Linked DNA regions of Anser cygnoides: region 1 is linked to region 2. A link is a contact called in public Hi-C data. All regions are on one chromosome and are shown on one strand. Each heading gives the region's core, a stretch centred on a gene start, on an enhancer-like site or on the middle of the called end of the contact. The rest is flanking DNA. Distances are from core to core; before and after follow the strand shown.

The links. Hi-C and Micro-C count contacts between places; a contact is called where the count stands out from the background.
Region 1: a contact with region 2 is called in a Hi-C map of liver, with 2.7 times the contacts expected there. The contact joins the promoter of GALNT15 here to the enhancer-like site in region 2. A contact is called at or near these places in 4 of 7 Hi-C or Micro-C datasets (granulosa cells and liver).

The regions. Positions count from the first base shown.
Region 1 is chr2:37,773,050-37,778,792 of Taihu_goose_T2T_genome, forward strand. GALNT15 (polypeptide N-acetylgalactosaminyltransferase 15) reads left to right here and starts at 1,267. Exons shown (of 11, transcript XM_048070336.2): 1 at 1,267-1,460; 2 at 2,241-2,943. The coding sequence starts at 2,402.
Region 2 is chr2:37,700,924-37,705,932 of Taihu_goose_T2T_genome, forward strand. No RefSeq gene overlaps it. Among named protein-coding and RNA genes, the nearest start is that of ANKRD28, 50 kb to the left of the region's middle. Within about 2 kb of position 2,273, at least 1 of the 3 cell types and tissues checked has open chromatin away from gene starts, as enhancers often do.

The DNA of each region.
Region 1 (5,743 bases), core at 17-2,516, 71 kb after region 2:
TCAGCAACACAGAACACGCAAAGACAGAATTTATACAGCAGTTACCACTGCAGGCTAGAATTATCTTGATCAGAGTTGTTAAAGCATCCTGTTTTAATATTTTAGTCAGGGAAAAAAAATATTAATTAAATCAAAATACTTGGGTAGATCAGAAAAGAAGAAGGAAAAAACAAAACACAATACTACTTTCTCCTATTTAGTCCACACAAAATCTTCCTTAATTTCTCCTTTTCTTCCATATGCCTGGTATTAGGACTCCATGTAACCAAACATTTTGCAAGTCACTGGTGCCAGATTTTGCAGAATATCTCGGACAGGTCTCTTCATTTCCATTTCATTTTGTCTTTCTATGTCTGACACATATTGTTATTTAAATGAACGCTTTTGAACTCAGATTTTTTTAATGCAAATGTGTACTGCTTCCCTATTGAATTGAAAACATCAACACTTTTTTTTTCCCTATGAAAAGAAGGATAAAGAGCAATATTCTCAAGACAGAAGGTGGGTCGGGATGTTACTTTTCTGTGAATTTAAGCTAAAAAGGGAAGGCATGCACAATGGTGAAGTATCAAAATATTGGCTAAATCTTCCTTCTACCCAGGATATAGCAGTATTACATCATTTTAACAACAGCTGAGGTAGGGAAGGTGCCAAGGCACGGCAGACTGGTCTCTCTTGTTCAAGGCATTCTGTATAACACAGGGGAGTACACACAAGTGCCAGATGCTACGTGCCTCCAGCAACTGTAAGGTGCTCTCTCCAGTCCCTCCTTTTGAAACCAATTTAGTTGAAAAGTTGGTGTACCGTCCTTTTTAGCTTTAAGCAAAGAGGCTATAGGGAGGTAATGGGCAAGAAGGAAAGAAAGAATGAATGCCTGGCTCCCTTTAGAGTGTACTGCATTTATGTCTTCAGGTTTTTCTTTTACCTATAATGTCTAGAAATTTACTTTTTAACAAAAGGTGAATGCGGAAGTTCTCCAGTAGTCACATGCCTCCTAGAATTGGAGGTTGGAGCTTTTTGATCATCAAATGCTACAGAATATGGGGGGGGGGGGGGGGGGGGGGGGGGGAGAGAAAAAAAACCAACATATCCCATGTCCCCAGCATCAAAAAGGTTGGTAACACCTGAGTGTCTTCTATATTTGATCTCTGCCAGACCAAGAGGCATGTGATGCTGAAGCATGTGGACTGTCTCACCCTTTTCCCATTGGACAATCATCCGTCTTGCAGCAAAAAAATGCCACAGTCAGTGCCCACTAGCACCCTTGCCAGCAGCGTTAGCAAACAGACCTCAGAGACTGAGCTCCCCTTTTACTCACAAAAGTTGTTCTCTTTCAGCGTCAATAGTCGTTGTTCCAGCCCAGGCTTTCTACATGTTATTCCTGGACTATTGAAAACTTGAAGTGCTGCTCGCCGTGCAACACCAAATTTATGGATGAGGAGACAACTTCAGTCTGCCAGGTGATAATTTGGCATCCTTATGTCAGTGTTAAAATCCCTACAGCTGTAAATATTTATTGCAGATGAAATATACTCATATACTCCAGCTAGCACATTACCATATGAATAAATCTAACACTAAATAAATCATGCGCACTCCATCTTTTATTCAGTTTATGAAATTCTTGCTTCTCACTCTGAGCATTCTTAGCTTAATAAGGTTACTCAGAAGTCGGGTGATTCGTGGTATGCCTTGACTTGTTTTATAACACAGCATTTTGCTTCTTATATTTCTCCTCTGACAGCTTTTGCAAAGTTTTGATTTGATAGGACAAGAACAGTGAGGGCATTAGGACCAAGAGAAAGACGCACACATTGCTCTGTATTATGTCTGGCAAAGTGCTTCCTGACTGAGTGCTGTAGTTATGTGTGAAACAAAGTCAGGGACTGACTAGTTCTCTCATCTGTTGATCACAGTGAACTTGAAGCCTCAGAACGGGGGAAAGCTGTCAGATCTGCTTTCAGAGATAAGGCACATCAGACCAGGCAGCAACGGGAAACTTTGAAGAAGCAGGAAATACTCTGCAAGGAAGCTATAAGAAATGGATTTTCTTTTTAATTAGAATTTAGAAGGGAAAAAATCAAAACTTTAGCTACTTTTTTCATCAGCTAAACATGCTCTTTCCTAACTAAGCTGGGACTGTATAATAACGGATCTACTTTATCTCGCTGGATCCATGCTGCCTTTTACTACAGTAAGTGCAATATTAATAGGCATTTTTCTATTTTGTCTGTAAATAGAGAGGAGAGCATGAAACGGCATCAGTGAAATGTGAGGGGAACAGAAAATCCTCTTGGCAGATAGTGAAAACCAGTGCTTTGCTGCAACCCGAGGACTGGAATCTGAGCGATATCCAAGTGGTATTTAACATGACCATCTGTATCATTTTGTCACCAACAGTATGTTCTTGAGGAAGAAATGCAGATATGGATCACGTAAGCTGCAGTTTCTCTTGTTGCTGCTGATGCTGGGCTTTTTGCTACTGATGGTTACAACGCTGAATCCACCACCCAGCAACCAGAGCAAGGACGGGACTTTCCAGCCGGTGGAGTTCAACCCCCGGGAAGGGTATCAGATGGACTTTGCGGAGCCGCAGGAGATGCTGGACACCCAGGAGGAGAGCCAGCAGTACTACCCCTTGGACGGGCTGTCGCCGTTCATCTCCCTGCGGGAGGACGAGTTGATCGCGGCCGTCGTGTCGCCCGCCGGGCGAAGGAACCACAGCAAGGCCAGGAAGGGCTATCGCGTGGTGAAGCAGCAGAGCAGGCGGCCGGAGGCGAAGGAGGGGGACCCGGAGTCCCAGCTCGTACCCCTTCCTCTGCAGGACGGGCAGGGGGCTGCTGCGGGGCAGCGGCCGCTCGGCCTGGAAACCCACGGCTTTAACGAAGCGCTCAGCGAGCGGCTGTCTCTGCGCAGGGAGCTGCCTGAGGTACGACACCCGTTGTAAGTAAAACAGCCTATTTGATCTCGGGGAGAAAACCCGCACCTTCCCCTGACGCTGTCCCAAACCCCCGTGAACCTCTCCTCCCGTAAACCCTACGTCTCCCTAACCAAACTGTCCCCCCGCTTTGGGGCAACGCTTCAGGTGCCGCGGGAGCCGGGAGAGGCGAAAATCTGACGGGGGGGCAAAAATGGGGGGCGCCGGGGGCAGGGTGCGTGGGGGGGGGGGGGGGTTGCGGCTTTCTGGGGGCGCCAGGTCAGAAGGGGGAGGACGGGCTCCGGGCGATGTTTGCCGTTATAGGGCCCCGTTATCGGGCCCCCGTTATCGGGTCCCGTCACTCGGTCCCCGTCCCCTCACGGCGCCGCGGGCGGGCGGGCGGGCGGCAGCGCCGCCTGCTGGTGGCCCAGGGGGCTCCGGCCGCGGCAGGTGCCGGCAGGTCCTGAGGGGAGAGCGGGGGGCACGGCCCGGCCCCGCTGAGGGGAGGGGAAGGGCAGCGCCGTGAGGGAGCGCTGGGAGCAGAAGGGAGCGAGTGGCCACCCCGCCGCCTCGTCCTCGCTTGGGTTTGTGCCCCCGCTGCTGAAGGTGGTGGTGTTTGTGCTTGCTGCGCTAGGCAGGGCGTTGCCAGCAGGTCAGGGGAGGCGATCCTGCCCCCCCCTCCCAGCAGTGCTGGAGCCCTGTGTCCGGTTCTGCCCCCCAGGACATAGACATACCCAACAAAGGGCCACCAAGGGGATGAAGGGGCTGGAGCTCCTCTCCCATGAGGAAAGGCTGAGAGGGCTGGGACTGCTCAGCCAGGGGAAGAGGAGGTTCGGGGGGGACCTTATCAACATCTAACAAGTGCAAAGAAGAGCCAGGTTCTTTTTGGTGGTGCCCAGTGCTGGGACAATCAGAAATGGGAGCAAACTTGAATACAGGAGGTTCTGGCTGAACATAGGGAATGCATCTTTGCAGTGCAGGTGGCAGAGCACTGGCACAGGTTTGTGGGGTCCCCCCCTTGGAGATCTTCAGAAGCCACCTGGACATGGTCCTGGGCAAGCTGCTGTAGGTGTCCCTGCTTGAGCAGGGGTTTGGGCCGGCCGAGCTCCAACCTCAACCACTCCGTCATCCTGTGAAAGGAAACTCCCGGGAGGGAGGCAGGAAGGTGCAGATCAGGGTGTCTGACCGGCCTTGCCAAACAGCACCATAACGAGCAGCAGCCACGCTGCAAGGCCACATCAAAGAAGCTTTGCATCTGAAGTCCTACATGTTGCATTTGAAATGCTGTGTGTTGTGTTTGAAGCTCCACATACTGCATTTGAAGCTTCATGTGTTGCATTTGATGCCTCATGCATTGCATTTGAAGCCCCACGTGTTGTGTTTGAAGCCCCACGTACTGTGTTTAGAGCCTGGAGACTTGTGAACCAGTTATTCCTGCAGCCCAGGAGGAGCAGTTCATCCTACTTTAAAAGGGGCTGAGGAGTATCTATGCTCCCCTGCCCACTGGAGAAGGAATAAGATGCAGGTGGCTATCTTTCTTTCTTGCCTTCTGTAACAAAAGCGATTGCAGCTTTCCCCTAGGACACAATGGAAAGATGTGCCAGAAAACATTTTAAGACAGAATTTATATAATCATTTTTCTAGCAGTCATTTTCCCATGTCTAAAACCAGATGGTGGTGCTAAATTACGAGCACAGTCTTAAGGAAAGAGAAATGAAAGACAGGGACTGTTTTCTACATTCACTGACTAGATTCAGTGTTAATTTGAATAATTCCATTGAATAATGATATGCTAATATTATTTCGGTTATTTTTCACCATGCTTCACTGGCAGCTCTTTGAACTATGTAATGTTCAAAGGAGGAATGATGACCCTGTTTTACTGCCTGTGATGTAAGCCAAAAAACAGTTTTATTTTGGCAGCTGAAGGGCCGTCCAACAAGAGGCGGTTTTAGCTAATATTAATCTCAACTCAGATTTAAGCCATGCTCTCAGAGCTCTTGGATGAGTTTTCCTGTCTGACTAGTGACAGCCTAAGGACCTATCAACACCACAGCTTATAGAAGCCCAGATTGAAACCACAGATCTGAACATCTGAGGCTTTGCAGTTGTTCAGATCTAAATCCAGATCATAAACCTGCAGCAGAGGTCCACCTCTAAGCCAGTCCTGTCCTTCATGGCACAGCACGCAAACCACAACGATATTTGTTGGACATAATTTACTCTGGGGGCCTATCACAGCTGTGTCAGTCCTGTTTCATACTGATGTAAAAGGAGAGTGAAACAGTAATGAATCAGAATGGATATTACCCTATTCTGCTTGAATCGTGTTGCTTGTAATAATGTTTATTATTGTTTATCGGAGAGAAACTAACCAGTTGGATAAATTTCAGCAGTTTAGCTCCACAGACTCAGTTTCTCTCATTTCACTTAAAATGGCAAACCCTTCAGACCAGATGCTGTGCCTACCAATTGCGAAGCACTTCTGGATACTGTAAAATAAGGCTGGCCAGGCTTCACACTTACATACCGCCTTTTTACTTTTAAACCAGAGTGCAAGATGTAACGTAAATGCCATAAGATATACTTAGCCGCTGTTCCTTAGAAATTCACATAAAAAGGTCTGTAGTGCTTTGCATTGGAGCACTGAGCAGCATAACTACAGTTTCTTTTTATACGAAGAGTACAGAGCTCTGATGGAAGTAAACCAGAGCCTGCTGGCTGTGCTTTGCCTTGACAGCCCTGGATCCAACCTCCCCAGCTGGCAAGCGATACCTCAGACCTCTCTCACCAGACCGCAGCATCTAACGTAGCCCGCACCTCCTT
Region 2 (5,009 bases), core at 1,023-3,522:
CAGCTGCCAAGCACAATAAACACATCCAGTTGCAGCAAGGCACCCTTCCCACGGACTAGTCAAAGAAAGAAAAGGGGCAAAAGAGAAGATATTCTGAAAATTGGGAGAGGATGCCCGGCTGCAAGTGTGCTGTTTTCTGCGCTGAACAGCAGAGGGGAGCAGCAGAACGGCGTCCGTCCGGCTGCACAAGGGCTGCGCCGTCCAGCCGCTGGAGAAGCCCCCAGACGGGCTCCCTGGTGCTGGGAAGATGCTGAGACCTCTCTTGCACCAAAACCTGGCATTAAATAGGGTTAGTCGTTGGCTGTGGGGTGAGGAATCTCTTTGGCAGCACGTCTTCAAGATGGTGCTGTGAGGACTGCCTGCTGTTAACGCTGTGTTACACCCTTAGTGGTCCAGATCTGCGGAGATGTCGAAACGTCTGATTCCCACTGGTTTGGTGCCAGACACTATTTCCCTGTGATACATCTGTATGGGCAAATGACATAGCCAGTTATATTCATTCTAATTGAAGCTAGCATACAAGAGGCTCCGGGAATAAGTTCCCACTGTGAAAGCATACCGTATCATCACTTGAACGCTCACACTTTGCTGTGTCTGTGGAATCTGTGTATTTCATATAGCTGATGCCATGAGAGATGTGGGAGCCAACCCACTGAAACAGAGCAGAGGCCATTGGGATGGACTCTTACTGGGGCGGTGGGCAATGGGTGTGAGGTGTTAGGGAGCACTCAGCCCTGAGAAAGCTCATGGCAAGGGCTTAAATTGATGACACAAAGGATGGGGAGGCCTTCTAAGAAGGTTTGAGACTGTAAACTTCAGCTGCTTCCCATGTGATAGATACGCAAAGCGTAGAAGATTGCTTGCCTTGAAGATCACCTGGTCTTCATATGAACCAGTACAAAAGTCTCTTAGCTGCCTGGTGAATAGCCTTGGCGTGATCCCAAATCACGCAGGATTTGTAAGCAGATAGTCTGGAACATGGAACAGCCTTGCAGGCTGTCCAGAAGCAGGTCTATCACCGATGTGGCAGGGTTTGCCACGACTGCATCCACCCCGCACTGTGGTACATCCACACCTGCAGTCCAGCACATGGGGTCTCTTTCCCCGTGCCCATAAGTTTGGAGGCATGGTACCAGCACTGCTGCTGCTTCTTTGGGATGGGCTCCTTCAGGCACAGGTGCAGATGACACGTCCCTACAGAAAGCCACTCCTGCACCGAGTTTTGTTGGGGCTACCGGGCAAAACCCCTGCAGATAGAAGAGCTCTGCAGAACAGCTATGCTTTCTTAGAAGACCCTCAACCAAATGCCTCATTTTAAACAAACGGAGATGAATATGGAAAAGAAAAGGGGCCCCAGTGAATGGTATTTCCTGGGCTGAGGAACAACAAAGAAACCCAGAGTCTTAGACCTGTCCTTCAGGAGTTAAGAAATAATACTGGAAGAATAACAAAATTTTGGGGGTCCTGTTTAGGGAACTTGTTGTAGGATGGTTGCTGAAAAGGCTGTTTTTTGAGACTCCCAGCAGTGCACAATCCATCAACTGAACTGCTGTAAACTGCAGCCAGGGATCAGGACTGAGATGCGAAGAGCAGAAGTCACAGCAACTGCAGAAAAACGGCTTTAGTTCCAATAAATATGAAATTAATATTTGGGAAAAAATATAAAATTACAGGGCAGATTGTAGGCTCCATCCAATATCACGTGTTAAATTTACAAGTTAAGGATGCCAGCACAAGAAGAGTTTGGAGTGAGAAGCTGTAGAAGTTCTCATCTGTGCATTGAGTCTGTGGATTAAAATATAAAAGTTATTCTAGAAGAAGAAATATAGAAACCCTGAATGGTTTTCCTACACAAAACTACACTTTAGTAGTGGAAACTCCTTCAAACATACCATTCTGGAAACAAAGACACAAAATTTTATTAAAAAATAAGGAAAAAAAAAAAAGAGGGAGAGAGAGAAATTGCACTGGTCTTCCTGCGGTGGGCAATCTTTTCTTACCAAACTGCGAGATAATTTATTTAACAGAGAGGGGGACTCCACGCTAAAATCCCAGGCTCATTTCATTCATTCAGACCTCCCACCTTTTCCCCTGCAGCCTTGCTGGCCTGGCTTCCTGCACAACGATAACATTAACATCAACTTAAAACCTCACGTACATGACTTCAAGATACACTCGTGAACTCTGGAAGAAACAAACAGTCCTTACCACAGTGAAGTGTGGTGTCAGCAAATGTGAAAAGCACCAGTCCTGCTGGTAACAGTAGCTACGAAATAAATCCTGCGCAAACTGCCTTAGCGTTAAGGCTGCTGCTTTTGTAGTGGAGAGGCAGTGCCAAAGCAGATTGCATCAACGAGACAAATCAAACAGAGCAGCGAAATGATCTGCTAAATTAATAGTGCACTGTACTATTTTCACCATAGCAATTATCTACATTAATTCACCTTGGAAAGATAAACGCGGAGGGGCTGCCAAGGGATGCTGTCAGAAAGGAGGGAGAGGGAAGAAGAAGGGAGGACACGCTCACAGCCAAAGCAAGGTGGGCACACATGCTGGGCAGAAGGTGTTGCTTCACAGAGGGATCCAGCTGCAGAAATGGTAACTAAAAAGAGGATCTGGAAGCAGACACAATGCTGGAAGGAGGCTGGCTAGAGACAGAAATGAAGAGCACCAAAACCTCTTTGTAAAGCTGGGCTGAAGGGAAGTGGGAAAGGAAGAAAAAGCTCTTCACTTCATGGGTGCCTGCTGCTGGCCACCACATCTTCCCAGCATGGGAGCACATTTACCAGGACCTTTTTTTAACAGAAATATATTACGTACTGGGTATTTTGTCACCTGCCACTGCAATGCTGGCATTCCTGAAGTCAAGTGTAGCTTGTGATGCTCTCGTATTAGCTACATGTCATGATGTAGGACGCAATCCCAGAAAACAAGTATTGATGTTTGACCAGGATAATGGGTCACGGTGAAGGATTTTTAATGATCGTAAGTAGAAACAACCTCTGTTTTATAGCTTAGCTAAAAGAACCCTGTGAAACCAAACAGCCTATAATTACCTTTATAACAGCACCTACCAGTGCAATCACGCTGCTCAGGCTGCTCCCCTGTCCCCCGCCGGCAGAGTGCCAGCCCTCGCAGCGAACAAAGCAAAATTGCTTTCTTTCTCCCCAAATGGAAAATAAAATTACCCTGAAAAAGATGGAAGGCTAAAAGGGAAAGGAAAATTGAAAGATTTAAGGGGAGAGGACAGACAGAAGGGGAAAGAGGAAAATGACTACCGAGGACTATTTGTCTCGCTTCCTACTATTTTTGTGTGTTATGGCCCTATTTTGGGCTGCAGCGTTGTGAAAATTCCCTGCCCTTTTCCTACCTGCCATAAAACTGTGAGGACAGCCCGATGGGTGCTGCCAAAAGAGGCTCCCACCTCTGCTTTGACTTTTGCATTCAGCTGCGGTACACAGTTGTTTTTTCCCTTAGCAGATCTTTTGCAGGAGGGGTGTACGTTGGCTGCGCTGCTTCCAGCAAAGAAAGAACATCCAAAATCCATAACCACACAATAACATCTGGGCGAGGCTTGGCCAGCCGCGGATCTGGGAATGGATTTCAAACAAAGGCAGCAGGTTTTCCCTCACATATAACTTTTTTATTTGTTTTCACACTTACAATTCTCAGAAACGGTTCGACAGAAAGTCATGAAAATAAAGCGTAGTAAGCCCACATGGAGCCCAGGGCACAGAGCAAAGGGGGCGAGATTTATTAGAATTTTTCATGTAATAAAAGCATTTTAATTACTTGTATGTAGGAAGTGGCTTCTTCCTTCAGCTGGGGCAGACGGGGGCTTACTTCCTTGGGCCCTGCGTTGGGTGAAGCGGATGGACCATTTCCAGCAGGATCCCTGCCATCAGCGTGAGTTTCCCTGGAGCAGGGTGTAGGGCTTCGGTGCAAGATCAGGAGGATGTGATCCAGTGCAGTGGGATTCACTTGTGCCAAGTCTGGTTTTGCCCTGTTTTCTGAAAATGCACTAAAGAAAGCATTATGTGAAGTTATTTGTGGCGGAGGTTTGAACAGATACTATACATGTGCCAGGAATAAATGGGGGGGATTGGCTTCCAAGGCAGTCTACTCTTTTCTTCTTTTTTTTTTGAGAGCTGAGCTAAGGTAATACTGAAAATTCAAACCGATCCGAAAGATCAGCCCCTGTGGTTGGAGGATTTAAAAGCCATTTCTGCCAATATTGTCCTCCACAAAAGAAGTCTTGCTGGTAGGATGGATGCCAGCAGAGCACTGCCAAAAAGATAAGAAACACCTGCCTTCTCTGGTCCCTTCCTGCGGTGTGTGTTACTGCAGCAACACTGCAACAGCACTGCGGCAAGAGAGCGTGAAGCATGCTACATCTAGCTTGCTCCTGGGGAACAACAAATGTGGCTGTCACGGAGGACAAAGCCGAGTCTGGGTAACCACACTCCTGGCAATCACCAGCTGTGGCCCACTGCAGCTGAGAAATTTCCTTGTGGTCCAGAAATGTTGGACAGAAGGACCTTGTTTGTTGAATCTCTCTCTCATTCCAGCACTGGTTTTGGGTTTCTAGTATCAAGAAAGCACGGCATAGACCGCTACCAGGCTTAAGGAGGAAGGCAGCCATGCAGTACTCTGAAGCCCTTTGAGCACAGCATTTACTGTGCTTTGCCATGGGTACAAAACCAGCCAAAGGTAGTCAGAAAAGGCCATGCCTCGTGAGTGCACAGGCTGCTGCAGACAAACCTACAGCGATTCAGCGGCAGAGCCATGGTTAGATGTATGTCAAGACCGATGTATTTCTCTGTGGAGGCCTGGGAATTTTTCAAGACACATTCCAGTGAGTCCGTTTGAAAACTAAGTCAGAATTTGAAAATACTTCTTTTCATTGGCTTCCAAGCAAAAAACATCATGTCGTCCCTGTGCTGCAAGTGTTTAGGAAATCCACTCCACATCTGGACAATTAAACTGCCTGGAGATGCTCCAGCTCCGGG